3 separate regions of the Mus musculus genome follow, and all the other regions are linked to region 2. The links are chromatin contacts, called in public Hi-C and HiChIP or PLAC-seq maps. All regions are on one chromosome and are shown on one strand. Each heading gives the region's core, a stretch centred on a gene start, on an enhancer-like site or on the middle of the called end of the contact. The rest is flanking DNA. Distances are from core to core; before and after follow the strand shown.

Region 1 (3,461 bases), core at 329-2,828, 340 kb before region 2:
ACCCTATCTGGGGCTGGGGACTTATAACAGAATTGTGTTACAAAGACATTTTTGTTACAAAGAATTGTGTTACAAAGAAAGGATGGTGAGTGTCCTGATACTGTCTGAGGCCCAGTTCTGAGAGATCCCTAACCCTCTGGTTTTGGCACCTGACATATGCAGCAACCCTGTTGTCAGCTTCTCCCCATGCCTGGTGGGTGTCTCACAGTCACGCCTCCCCCCTTTACCTCTCTGTAGGCCACCAGGATGCTGGCCGTGATTGTGTTGCTCTTTGCAGTGCTCTGGACCCCCTACCGCACACTGGTGCTGCTCAACTCCTTCCTGGCCCGGCCTTTCCTGGACCCCTGGGTCCTGCTGTTCTGCCGCACCTGCGTCTACACCAACAGTGCCATCAACCCTGTCATCTACAGCCTCATGTCGCAGAAATTCCGGGCAGCCTTCCTGAAACTGTGCTGGTGCCGGGCAGCTGGGTCCCAGAGACGTGCAGCATGCGCCCCCACCAGCAACTACAGTGCTGCCCAGGAGACCTCCCTAGGAACTGAGAAGATGCAACTGGGCTCCCGTGAGGTCTCAGGTCCAGCAGCAGCTGCTTCCCTGCGTTGCCAGCATGAGCCCCACTTCAGTGTGCTCTGAGGACTCCTGCCTGGCCCCTGACTCCACTCCCCTGGTTGGCATCTGTTCTGAGCACTGGCGGGCCATCAGGAGAGGGGCAGGCAGCTCCTTGCTTCTGGGTCTCCAGAGATTCCTTTACCATGAAGAAGGACACTCGAACGCTCTCAGCTGGACCCTGGGTGGGAGGTTCTCTACTCCAAATTGAGGCCGGTGGGAACAGAGAGGAGGCTGGAGGCCCAGCCTTCACCGTCTGTGGGATCTACCCCCTTTATCTGTTTTCACCAGTATTTTAAGCAGTACCATGTTAAGGGTATTACTGAAGTAATGTTCTTCTAAGCTTTGATCGCATCTGTCCCTTGGTGAGCCCATGCACACAGGTCTCAAACCTGGTCACTGGACAGTGGGGGTTATATAGAACAGTGTCCAGCCAGTCACACCAGCACCCAAGGCTGCTCTGTGATGTTCAGCCCCAGCTTCAGCCCTCCTTCCAGTCTTCTGTAACAGTGGGCAGCCCTGCAAGAGACTCCACCAAGCAATCCTATCCACCGCAGATGTTCCTGAAGGAGATCATTTGTCTTTCCAACCTCCATCAAGAAGCCACTTGACCCCGAATGTGCAAGCCTGGCTCTCTCAACCCACTTTGCTAGCTGCTGCCCTGTAGGCTGTCTTTAGTGGAGGCGCACTGCAGACTCGAAGATGAGAAGGCAGGGAAAGCCTTTGCAGAGAGACAGCCTCAGCTCTGTCTGCAGGACTCCTGGTTGAGCCTGAGGACGGCAGGCCTCTGAGTCCTACCCTGTAAATGTGGTCAATGACCCTATCTTGGTCCTGGGACCCCAAGGCTGAGGGACTCAGTATCAAAGACGTCTCAACAAGCAGGACAGTTCACTCTGTGACTGGAGACCTTGGGAAGGCAGAAATTGGGGGGATGCTTGTGGGGGTGTGTGGTTAGCCTGGGTGACTCAGCCTTCTCAAGCAGTTTCTGGCTTCCTGACTGGATATGGTCCTAGTGACTCATCCCTGCACTGGGGATGTGGGGTGCTCCAAAATAGATGTGGCTTTTTAGGGGCTCTGCTTGCTGAGTCTGGGCTGGTGAGGCAGGGTATTTAGAACCTCGGGGGGGAAAGCCCACACAAAGGTGGAGGTGTGCCCGGGGCAGCTGAGTCTTACCTCTGGCCTCCCCATGTCATTCTCTCCAGTCTGAGAGGCACCTGCTCTAGAAGCCCTCATACCAGGCTGGCTGGATGTCCTGGGCCAGCACTAGCTCCATTCTGGACCGACTGGTTCTGCCACCCTTTGAGCAGGTTTTTCCTGAAACACCCCAGGGGATCTTTCTTCAAAGGTGCCCCTTTACCCTGTGACTTTTCCTTACCACACCCATGTGACATGTGGGTGTCCCCTTGCTGAGAGGCACATTTTCTAGAAGCCAACACACCAGGCTGGCTTGCTGATGTGACCAGAACTGACCCTCAACTCTGCCCTGTCTCCTGCACCATTGTCTGGGATCAGTGCTTATGTCCACTGGGAAGTAGTGTCAGGGGTCACAAATGTGGGGGACAAACATGGAGGCACAGCCGTGGCCTCCCACGCTGTCCCACCTCCCTCTGTGAGCTGCATGTACAGGTATAGTTTAGATGTGGGACCTCGCCCTATGCCTCTGGCCTGGACAAATCCACCATCCTTGTTCATGGGTCTCCTGATGTCAGACACGCCAAATGTTTTCCTGTCCTTTCCTTTCTAGTCAACTGTTCCCTTGAAGCACAGCACCTTCACCAACATGGCTGTGCCACATCTGTTGGGGGTCTATAGCAGCCATTGCCTCGTGTCATGTGACAGGCTCACAATGGCCTGGGCTTTAGATAAGCCAGTCCACAATGCTGACAGCCGAGGGATGGGACCCACAGGTACGACTGATGCCTGTCCACTCAGCTCTATACACCATCCTTACCCTGTGCCTATCAGTGACACCTGAGCCCTGCATCTGGCCCTCCCTGAGTACTTCTCTTTTTCTCTCCTAGGGTCGCAGCAAGAGTTGGGTCCTCAGTTCTTGAAAAAACTCAAGCGGGGCTAGAGAGATGGCTCAGCGGTTAAGAGCACTGACTGCTCTTCCTAAGGTCCTGAGTTCAAATCCCACCAACCACATGGTGGCTCACAACCATCTGTAATGGGATCTGACGCCCTCTTCTGGTGTGTCTGAAGTACAGCTACAGTGTACTCACATATAATAATTAAATAAATCTTAAAAAAAAAAAAAAAGAATTTAAGCAGCCCCATGAACAGTAGTGGAAGCTAAATTCAGCTGTACCAGAGAAAGTTCACTGAATGAGTGGAGCTCATTAGGACAAGGGTCACCTAAGGGGTGTCACTCAATGCAGAGCTGGAGGGTGGCTTTTACTGCCCCAGACTAGACTTTGATGACTCTAAGAACCTTGTAACCTGCTGTGCAGAGCACAAGTCTCTGCCTAGAAGTTATTCACAAAGTCCGAATGGCAACTCTACTGGCATGGTGCATTGAGCTTTAGTTCATAGCAGCCGGGGCCTGGCTCACTGAATCTAGCTCTTGTTCCTTATTGTATGCACCAGGAAGCAGCATCCTTACCCATGATGCTGCAAGTACAAACTGCTACATTCCCAGGATCCTGAATCTTAACTCCTCCTTGTCCCACTCATGTCTGGCTAAGTGCATAATCATTAACGTCACCGTGCACGGGCAAGTGACAGATTTCTGCTCATTTCCGCTTACGGACAATGGCCATCCGTCTGTAGATGTCTGAAGAGGAGGTGTCTGCTCAGCTGGGCAGTCACCCAGAAAGCAGCTGTCTGGAGATCCTGTTCACAGTGCACAAGGCAGT
Region 2 (3,441 bases), core at 217-2,716:
TGCCTGGTACTTCTGCCCCCAAAACCTCAGCGTTCCCTATTCCACACCCACTCTGGCACAGCTGCTGCACAATGCTACTGGCCACACCCTCCCTCTTCAGAGCAGAGCAGGGCAACAGATGCTGAGTTGCCCAACAGCTGGCTGACAGTAAAGGCTCCTGGTTTTAGATTAAGCTAGGCCCCTTGCAGAGGGAAAAGCCTGAACAGAGTACAATGATCCAGTCTTCTAAGAGTCACTGACAGAGCCCTTGGGTTTCTCCTTCACACTGACTTGTAGGCAAGGTCATCGTCTGTGCTCAGAACTACATTTCTCCAGGCCTGGTGCTCTGCTTCATCTGACCAAGCAGGTCAACGTGAAACAAAACCTAGAATTTTATATTTAGGAAAGAGCAAGCAAGAGCTCCTGTTTGGGGACGGCCATTGGTGGCAGACTTGGTTAGAGCCTTGGCTCTTCCAGACTCTTGACCTTTCATGGGTAGGCAGGGCAGCTTGGGCTCTCTCTTCCCCTGCATTTACCCAGAATACCTCCTGCTCTCTTTACTCAGCAGTTCTTGTGGATCTTATTGGGTCCCACATGCTTCTCTGCCAACCCTGCAGGCTAGCGAAGCCATGCTCTACAGACAGATGAACATTTCCCACACAGCATCTGAGTCCCCGGAGCTTCCTAGTCTCACTGCAAGAACCTGAGGTCAAACAGACAGGACAGTGTCTATGGAGGATCTTTGGCCCACGTGTACCTGGCTGTCTCCCCTGACCTACCCTGGGCCATCCACCAGGGTAACCCAAGGACAGGCAGTGGGAGGGGGGGGGGGTTCCTTGAACAGCAGAAGCAGCAGCTTCAGAAGGAAGGAAAGGACACAAACACCAGAACTGCTGCAATAGCAGAATGGCCCTGTCTCCAAGAATGAAAGGCTCCGTGGGACGAAGGCTCCAAGCTCAGCAGATGGGCCTGACTTAATGGCCATTCATCAAGCCATATGTCTTCATATGCCATCAATTGTTTCGTATGCCTATACACATGTCTTAAGACACATGTGGTCATAGATGTGCACATGCACACATCTGCATGTAAAGTCCATGCCTGTTCACAGTGACCTTGTCAGCAATGCCAAACCCCTAACATGCACCTCCACTCTGATGTCTCTGGCTGCCCAAGCAAGCTCTTAGCCTCAGGCCTCTGTGGGATTCAGCATAGACAGTGGCAGTCATTGTGGCAGCCTCTGTAAGCCTGGGCTTAGTGTGTGGCACAGGCTCTGTAAGGACCTATGGCAAGCAGGACGTGCCTGCTGTCCAGAGCTCTGACCTGACCCTTCTTTCAAGGTCCCTGGAAAACACTGGTCAGGCCACCCACATCTCCCGACAAGAAACACTTACAAACCTGGATCATTTCATTTCCAGCAGGCAGATCAAGTGTGTCTCCTCCCAGAGGCCAAAGCTGGGAGGGATTAGCCTGGGCCACTGAGTCACCGCTGACAGGAATGGGATTCTGGCACAGGCCCCACGACTGGAAGAGATCAGAATGGGGGCTATAGGCTCTGCAGGGACTTGTCAAGCCACAGATCCCACCTTGTGGGGAAGAGGTAGGAAAAGGAGAGGTGCTGATACACTGTGGCTGCCTGGTTTGCTATCTCCTGGTAACTCAGAAGCCAGGCCACATTTGGAAACCCCAAGTTAGGAGTTATGACATAACCAGTTCCCCAATCATGTTACATTTTTACAGGTTCCTCCATGATGAATTTAAAGTAGCTGCAGTTGCATTTAAGGAAACTCTTGCAATCACAGAACCAGTTTCCCAGAAAACTCTGCTGTGCTGATTGTAGCAAACAACACCCTCCCTGCTCAGCAGCGCTGTCCTACCAGCACTGCCAAGAAAACCACTTTCTATATGAAACGCGAAGCTGCTGAGACGTGAGGTGTTATACTGTAGGAAAACCTGAATTTGCAATATTAAGACAAAGGTGTAACTTGACCAACCAATCAATGAATGGAAGCAAGATTCCCAGCTGGAAAAAAGCTTAGAAAGTCATGGCTTTCAAAGACTAGAAGCTACCAGGCCTGGCTTACAAATTGTCTCCCAGTGAGGAGGCTGTGGGGCCTGGATCCTGGCTACGGGATCTGACCACATCTGGTTCAGCTGTAGGGAGGAGCTGGTGAGCCATCACCTTGGCTGGCTGCTGTGATGAAGAGATCAAGATACGTGTCAGGGTGCCATCATCATACTCACTAGGAGGGTACTTGCCAGGAAGGCCTGGCCGTCCCTCAAAGTGTCCAGTTCTAGCCATGCTTCTTGGGCCTGCCCCGTGGGCCTCTGGTCCACTCTCAGGAGTTGTCATACTAGTGACCATTCCTCCTCCAGCAACAGGGGAAGACAAACACCTGCTCTGCTGTGTGGGCCATTCCTGAGTCTGCCTCCAGCACCAGAAGGAGTTTCCGAGGCATTTAACAAAACAAGCACCTTTAAGCCACACATGATGGCTGATTATCCTAGCATTTGATAGGGAGAAGCAGAGTTGAAAGCCAGCCTTGGCTATTTAAGTGAGTTGGAGGCCAGCCAGAGCTACATGAGACAAGCTAAGTAAGGTGTCACTGGTAATGCTACTCTCAGGTGAGAGCTATGACAGCCACAAGGACACTGTAGGAAGACAGCTGGGAGCCAGAGATGGCAGGCAGGGCAGGGAGGAGGACACATGGCATCTAACCACACAGCCCACAAACAAGGCTCCAGAGACTCCAGCAACACTGGACCACTTGCTCTGTGACTGACAATTGCAGAGGAACCCAACAGGTATGTACTACAAATGTTAAATGTGTGGTGTATCACAATGAGCACAGGAAGGTCCGCTGCATGCCTGAATCAAGCACATTCCAGTCTCTGGCATCTAGCAGTGCTTCAAGAGAATCAACCGCACAGGTTGAGGTTTGACCTTAATGTTAAATTGGTGAATAATAAAAACCTGAGTCAGATCCCAGCTATTGGACAGCATCGATGAGCTTGGGTTGGGTGACGAGGGTACATTTTGGCTGCCCAAGAAAACCAAGTAGTGAGTCTTCTTGGGGATCCCCGCTGCTACAGGGAGGAGTCTGGCAGATACAAGCCTTCAGCTACAAAAGAATGCAGCAATGCAGGCCACCATGGCATGGCACACAGGGGCAAGTCTGCACTTATCTCCCAAAGATGAACTTCCATTCCCTTCACTCTGCCTGCTCACCCCGCATCTGGAACAGAGCCCTGATCTGCAGGTTCTCCCAACAGGCTCTGGATGTGGAAACGTCTGACTGCAGTGACATGAGAGCTGACGCCAGGTCAACAGCCAGACCCTTCATCTCCCGGCAGCCAACGCCAGCTAGCCTACAGCTGACCTCAGGGATCCCCAAGGGACAGCACAGACTGACACGCCAGAGACGAGGACGAGGAGCAGGCACTGCTACATTCCCGGCTTCA
Region 3 (3,480 bases), core at 846-3,345, 310 kb before region 2:
TTTTCAATCTGTTGGGCATGGGCCTGGTGCTGTTCCCACAGTAGCCTGTAGAGGGCAGCCTCAATCCACAAAAACCCAGGTGTCCTGGGCCAGCAGTTCTGCCACATGGCCTGGAACCCTGTGAGCTGTGAGTAGGGACACTTCTGGCCTCAGTCTCAAGCCAGTGGCCACTCCCAGCAGAAAGTGGGAAAAGAAAAGGGAGTATGTATGTTCTAAGGTGGCAGTAGGAGCTGAGCTGCAGGGTAGAGCCTGTGTAAGTCCCATTATGGGCCAAGTGATACAGGAAAAATCAAGCGACAATGTCCACAGGATTCCTGTGGTCACTGTGACCCTGTCTGCAGGCCCCACCCAGATCAGGTCATGTTTATCAGTATCATCCCTATAAGGGCCTCTGTCTTCTGTGGATGGCACACTTGGGCAGAACTGTGTTGTAGAAGCCTATGGGCAGGTCAGTCCTGGTGGTGCAAGCACATGGCTGACGGCTTGCCAACATCCAATCTGGTGTTGGGGCGTGTTCCTTTCTAGTGCAGGCTGCCTTCAGTGGTCCCCGGAAGCTCTTCTTGCTCAGTCTCCCCCTAAGCCCACGTAGAGAAGCAGAGCTCTCAGTGGCTGTGGAGGGCCCAGGGTGGCCCCTCTAGCCCTTGTGTTCAGTGGCTGTGGAGGGCCCAGGGTGGTCCCTCTAGCTCTTGTGTTCAGTGGCTGTGGAGGGCCCAGGGTGGCCCCTCTAGCCCTTGTGTTCAGTGGCTGTGGAGGGCCCAGGGTGGCCCCTCTAGCCCTTGTGTTCAGTGGCTGTGGAGGGCCCAGGGTGGCCCCTCTAGCCCTTGTGTTCAGTGGCTGTGGAGGGCCCAGGGTGGCCCCTCTAGCCCTTGTGTTCAGTGGCTGTGGAGGGCCCAGGGTGGTCCCTCTAGCTCTTGTGTTCAGTGGCTGTGGAGGGCCCAGGGTGGTCCCTCTAGCTCTTGTGTTCAGGGGCTGGCTGTAGAGGGCCCAGGGTGGTCCCTCTAGCTCTTGTGTCAGTGGTTATGATTCGCATGGGATTGCAGCTCCAAAGGTTGTCCATCATCCTCTCAGATGGGGTTCAGGGTGCTCTCTCAGGCAGTTTGATTGTTACCCAGATAAGCTGGTGTCCCTTTAAGAGCTGGACCAGTCAGAACCAAGTGACCCTGCCTTCTGAAAGACCTTAGCGGGGAGGGAGGCAGGCATGAGATACAGACCCTTCCTGTAGATCTCTGAGTTGGCGGCTTCTTCAGTTAGGACCTGGGGCAGCATCCTTAGCCAGCAGCTCTCATCCACCATCAGGGTCACAGCTGGGCCCTAGAGAAGAGTGGAGATGGGAAAGGCTCAGTCTATATAGGATGCCGAGTGGGGGGCTTTGCTCTGTTGTGTAGTGGTGGTCAGCAGCCTGGTAGCTCATAGCAGTAGGACTTGTGTAGTTCAAACACTATGATAACTGGAGGCATGGCAGGGAGCTGTGCATTCCCAGGCTATGCATTGGTCTCTGTTGGGAACAAAGGTCTAGAGCTGTCAAGCACTGAATCTATAGAGCCTGCTGATGTGTGTTCTCTTTCTGTGACAGCAGAGCTGCTGGCACCAAGGGTATGGCCCATACCACGCAACTGCTAGATTCCTGCAAGGAACTGAGAAAGGGAGGGAGGGAGGGAGAGAGGGAGAGAGGGAGGGAGAGAGGGAGAGAGGGAGAGAGGGAGAGCACGAGCCCATGTCTCTGTACAGTAGAGCTTTCCTTTCTGGTGCAGGGTGGAACTTTTGGCCCTGTCCGTTCATTGAGAGCACTGTCCTTCTCCTGAGATTGGCTGCCCCAACCCAAGACAGCTGTGTTGCCAGGGAGCGAGGGGTAGTGGGTAGCTGAGGCTCTGTGCCCTCTTCCCCATCATATGGGCCAGGGAACTGAGACAGAATAAAGGGGAGGGGGTTGGGGTTAGAAGTTCCAGCCTAGGGCTGTGCCACACACTTCCTCTGCAGCTCCATCTGAACCTGGAAGGGAAGAGCTCTGGGCTCAGCCCCCCAGGGCCACCAAAGCTGCTTGCTTCCTGCCCCCTGCACCCTGGCTCTCAGCCCAGCAGCAGAGGAAGTAAGTGTACGTGGCCATGTCTCTGTGCAGCCCAGGCTGGAAGGCTGGGCTGGGATTTGGTCTCCGGTGGAGGATGAGACACAGCCAGTGGAAGGCAGGGACAGCAGAGGCCCAGTCCTGTCTATCCTTGGAGGGTGGGGTGGGTGACTGCTGCCACTTGGGCACCTCCCTGTTCGCTGAGCTTACTTAGCCCCTGGACTAAGCCACTCGGGCACTATGTGTAAAGGCAGAGCAGGCCTGTGTATCATCCTGTCGGCCATTCGCTGTTTGATTCAAATAAATGCCTTTCACTCAGAAACCTGCACCCCAGGAACTCTTAACCCAAAGCTTAGAGCCCCTGCTCACTCCCGGCTCCTAAGAACCGCTGCGGTGGTCATGGCAATGAGCTCACTGGGTAAGGAAGATGACCAACAGGCTGGAACAGGAGGAGAAACAGGCTGCTGACTGTAAGGGGAACTGCCAGGACAGTGCTTGGCACTCCTGGGTCCCCTTGTGTGTGATGCCCACATAGGCTCTGGGGCCAAACGTCAGGGTTCAGGTCTGACCTTTCTCCTGTGACCCCTGTGGACCAACTCTTTACAGATCGCATTCACATGGCATATACAGAGCCAACAAGATAAGGCCTACTAGCTGGGAACTCCCAGTGACCCATGAGGTCATGACAGCCCAGCCCGGTGGCTTCCACGTCACCTGCCTGCTGCCACGTGGCTTGCCATGGAGCAGGGAGTGGAGATAAGCTGGTTCTGAAGGGGAGCCCTGGAGTCCTAGCAGGTAACACCTGCACCTCTGGCTTCAGTTTCCTGTATGCCAGCACGGTGAGGCCCACATGACAAAGTTGCTGTCAGGATAGGGGAAGGAATCCCCTTCCTTGTCCTGCCACCATCTCAGGGCGGTGGGAGAGCTGGGGGCTAGGGAGGCTGTGCCCTTCTCTGTGGGCCTTTCTGCCCTGGGCACAGATGAATGTGAGGATACAGGAAGCCCTAGAGCTGTGTATACTGGCCACGGCTGCTTACTTATGCTCTGCTTGAAGGATAACATGAACAGTAAGGCATCTCTGGACCTAGGTATTGCCTTGCACCCTGGACCTTGCTGGCAGTTGCCACACGTCCACTGAGGGAGTGCATTCTACCCAAGAGCCTGCTTCAGATCGGCTGGCTTCCGTCAGGAGGTGGCTCCCAGGGATGCAGGGGGTAGGTGAGCTTTCAAGGTCACAGTTGGATAGCACAGAGTAAGCAGCAGACGGGTGTGGGCAGCCACACAGGGGGCCTCTGACTCTCACAGGCTAGCTGTTCCTGGCCCCAGCAGATGGCTGTCAGTGAGGTGGCTGGGTCTGGCCCTCCCTGCCTCAGCCTTCCACTACTCTAATGAATATTAATGAGCGGAGGAGGGTGAGA

The links. A called contact is a pair of places that touch in the nucleus more often than the background predicts. HiChIP or PLAC-seq counts read pairs in DNA pulled down with a chosen protein or histone mark.
Region 1: a contact with region 2 is called in an H3K27ac HiChIP or PLAC-seq map of SST interneurons, with 3 times the contacts expected there. The contact joins two enhancer-like sites. A contact is called at or near these places in 3 of 39 promoter capture datasets (cranial neural crest, frontonasal cranial neural crest and second pharyngeal arch cranial neural crest), 2 of 484 Hi-C or Micro-C datasets (bone marrow-derived macrophages and embryonic fibroblasts) and 1 of 115 datasets of contacts at active chromatin or transcription factors (SST interneurons).
Region 3: a Hi-C map of bone marrow-derived macrophages shows a contact between it and region 2, with 21 read pairs. The contact joins two enhancer-like sites. A contact is called at or near these places in 2 of 484 Hi-C or Micro-C datasets (bone marrow-derived macrophages and embryonic fibroblasts), 6 of 115 datasets of contacts at active chromatin or transcription factors (embryonic basal ganglia, embryonic forebrain, embryonic hindbrain and 3 more) and 2 of 9 other capture datasets (adipose tissue and embryonic stem cells).

What each region holds. Positions count from the first base shown.
Region 1 is chr8:122,354,283-122,357,743 of GRCm38.p6, reverse strand. It overlaps Trhr2 (thyrotropin releasing hormone receptor 2), which reads left to right. Exons shown (of 4, transcript NM_133202.3): 4 at 238-777. The coding sequence ends at 633. Among named protein-coding and RNA genes, the nearest start is that of Trhr2, 6.8 kb to the left of the region's middle. Within about 2 kb of position 1,578, at least 77 of the 459 cell types and tissues checked have an H3K27ac peak or open chromatin away from gene starts, as enhancers often do. A contact at or near this core is called in SST interneurons, bone marrow-derived macrophages and embryonic fibroblasts, where this site is marked.
Region 2 is chr8:122,018,581-122,022,021 of GRCm38.p6, reverse strand. It overlaps Banp (BTG3 associated nuclear protein), which reads right to left. Exons shown (of 14, transcript NM_016812.4): 12 at 1,378-1,503. Among named protein-coding and RNA genes, the nearest start is that of Mir7237, 42 kb to the right of the region's middle. Within about 2 kb of position 1,466, at least 65 of the 459 cell types and tissues checked have an H3K27ac peak or open chromatin away from gene starts, as enhancers often do. A contact at or near this core is called in SST interneurons, adipose tissue, bone marrow-derived macrophages and 1 more, where this site is marked.
Region 3 is chr8:122,329,921-122,333,400 of GRCm38.p6, reverse strand. Zfpm1 (zinc finger protein, multitype 1) reads right to left here. Exons shown (of 10, transcript NM_009569.4): 5 at 1,212-1,311. Among named protein-coding and RNA genes, the nearest start is that of Gm46056, 13 kb to the left of the region's middle. RefSeq lists an enhancer at 3,440-3,480. Within about 2 kb of position 2,095, at least 49 of the 459 cell types and tissues checked have an H3K27ac peak or open chromatin away from gene starts, as enhancers often do. A contact at or near this core is called in adipose tissue and bone marrow-derived macrophages, where this site is marked.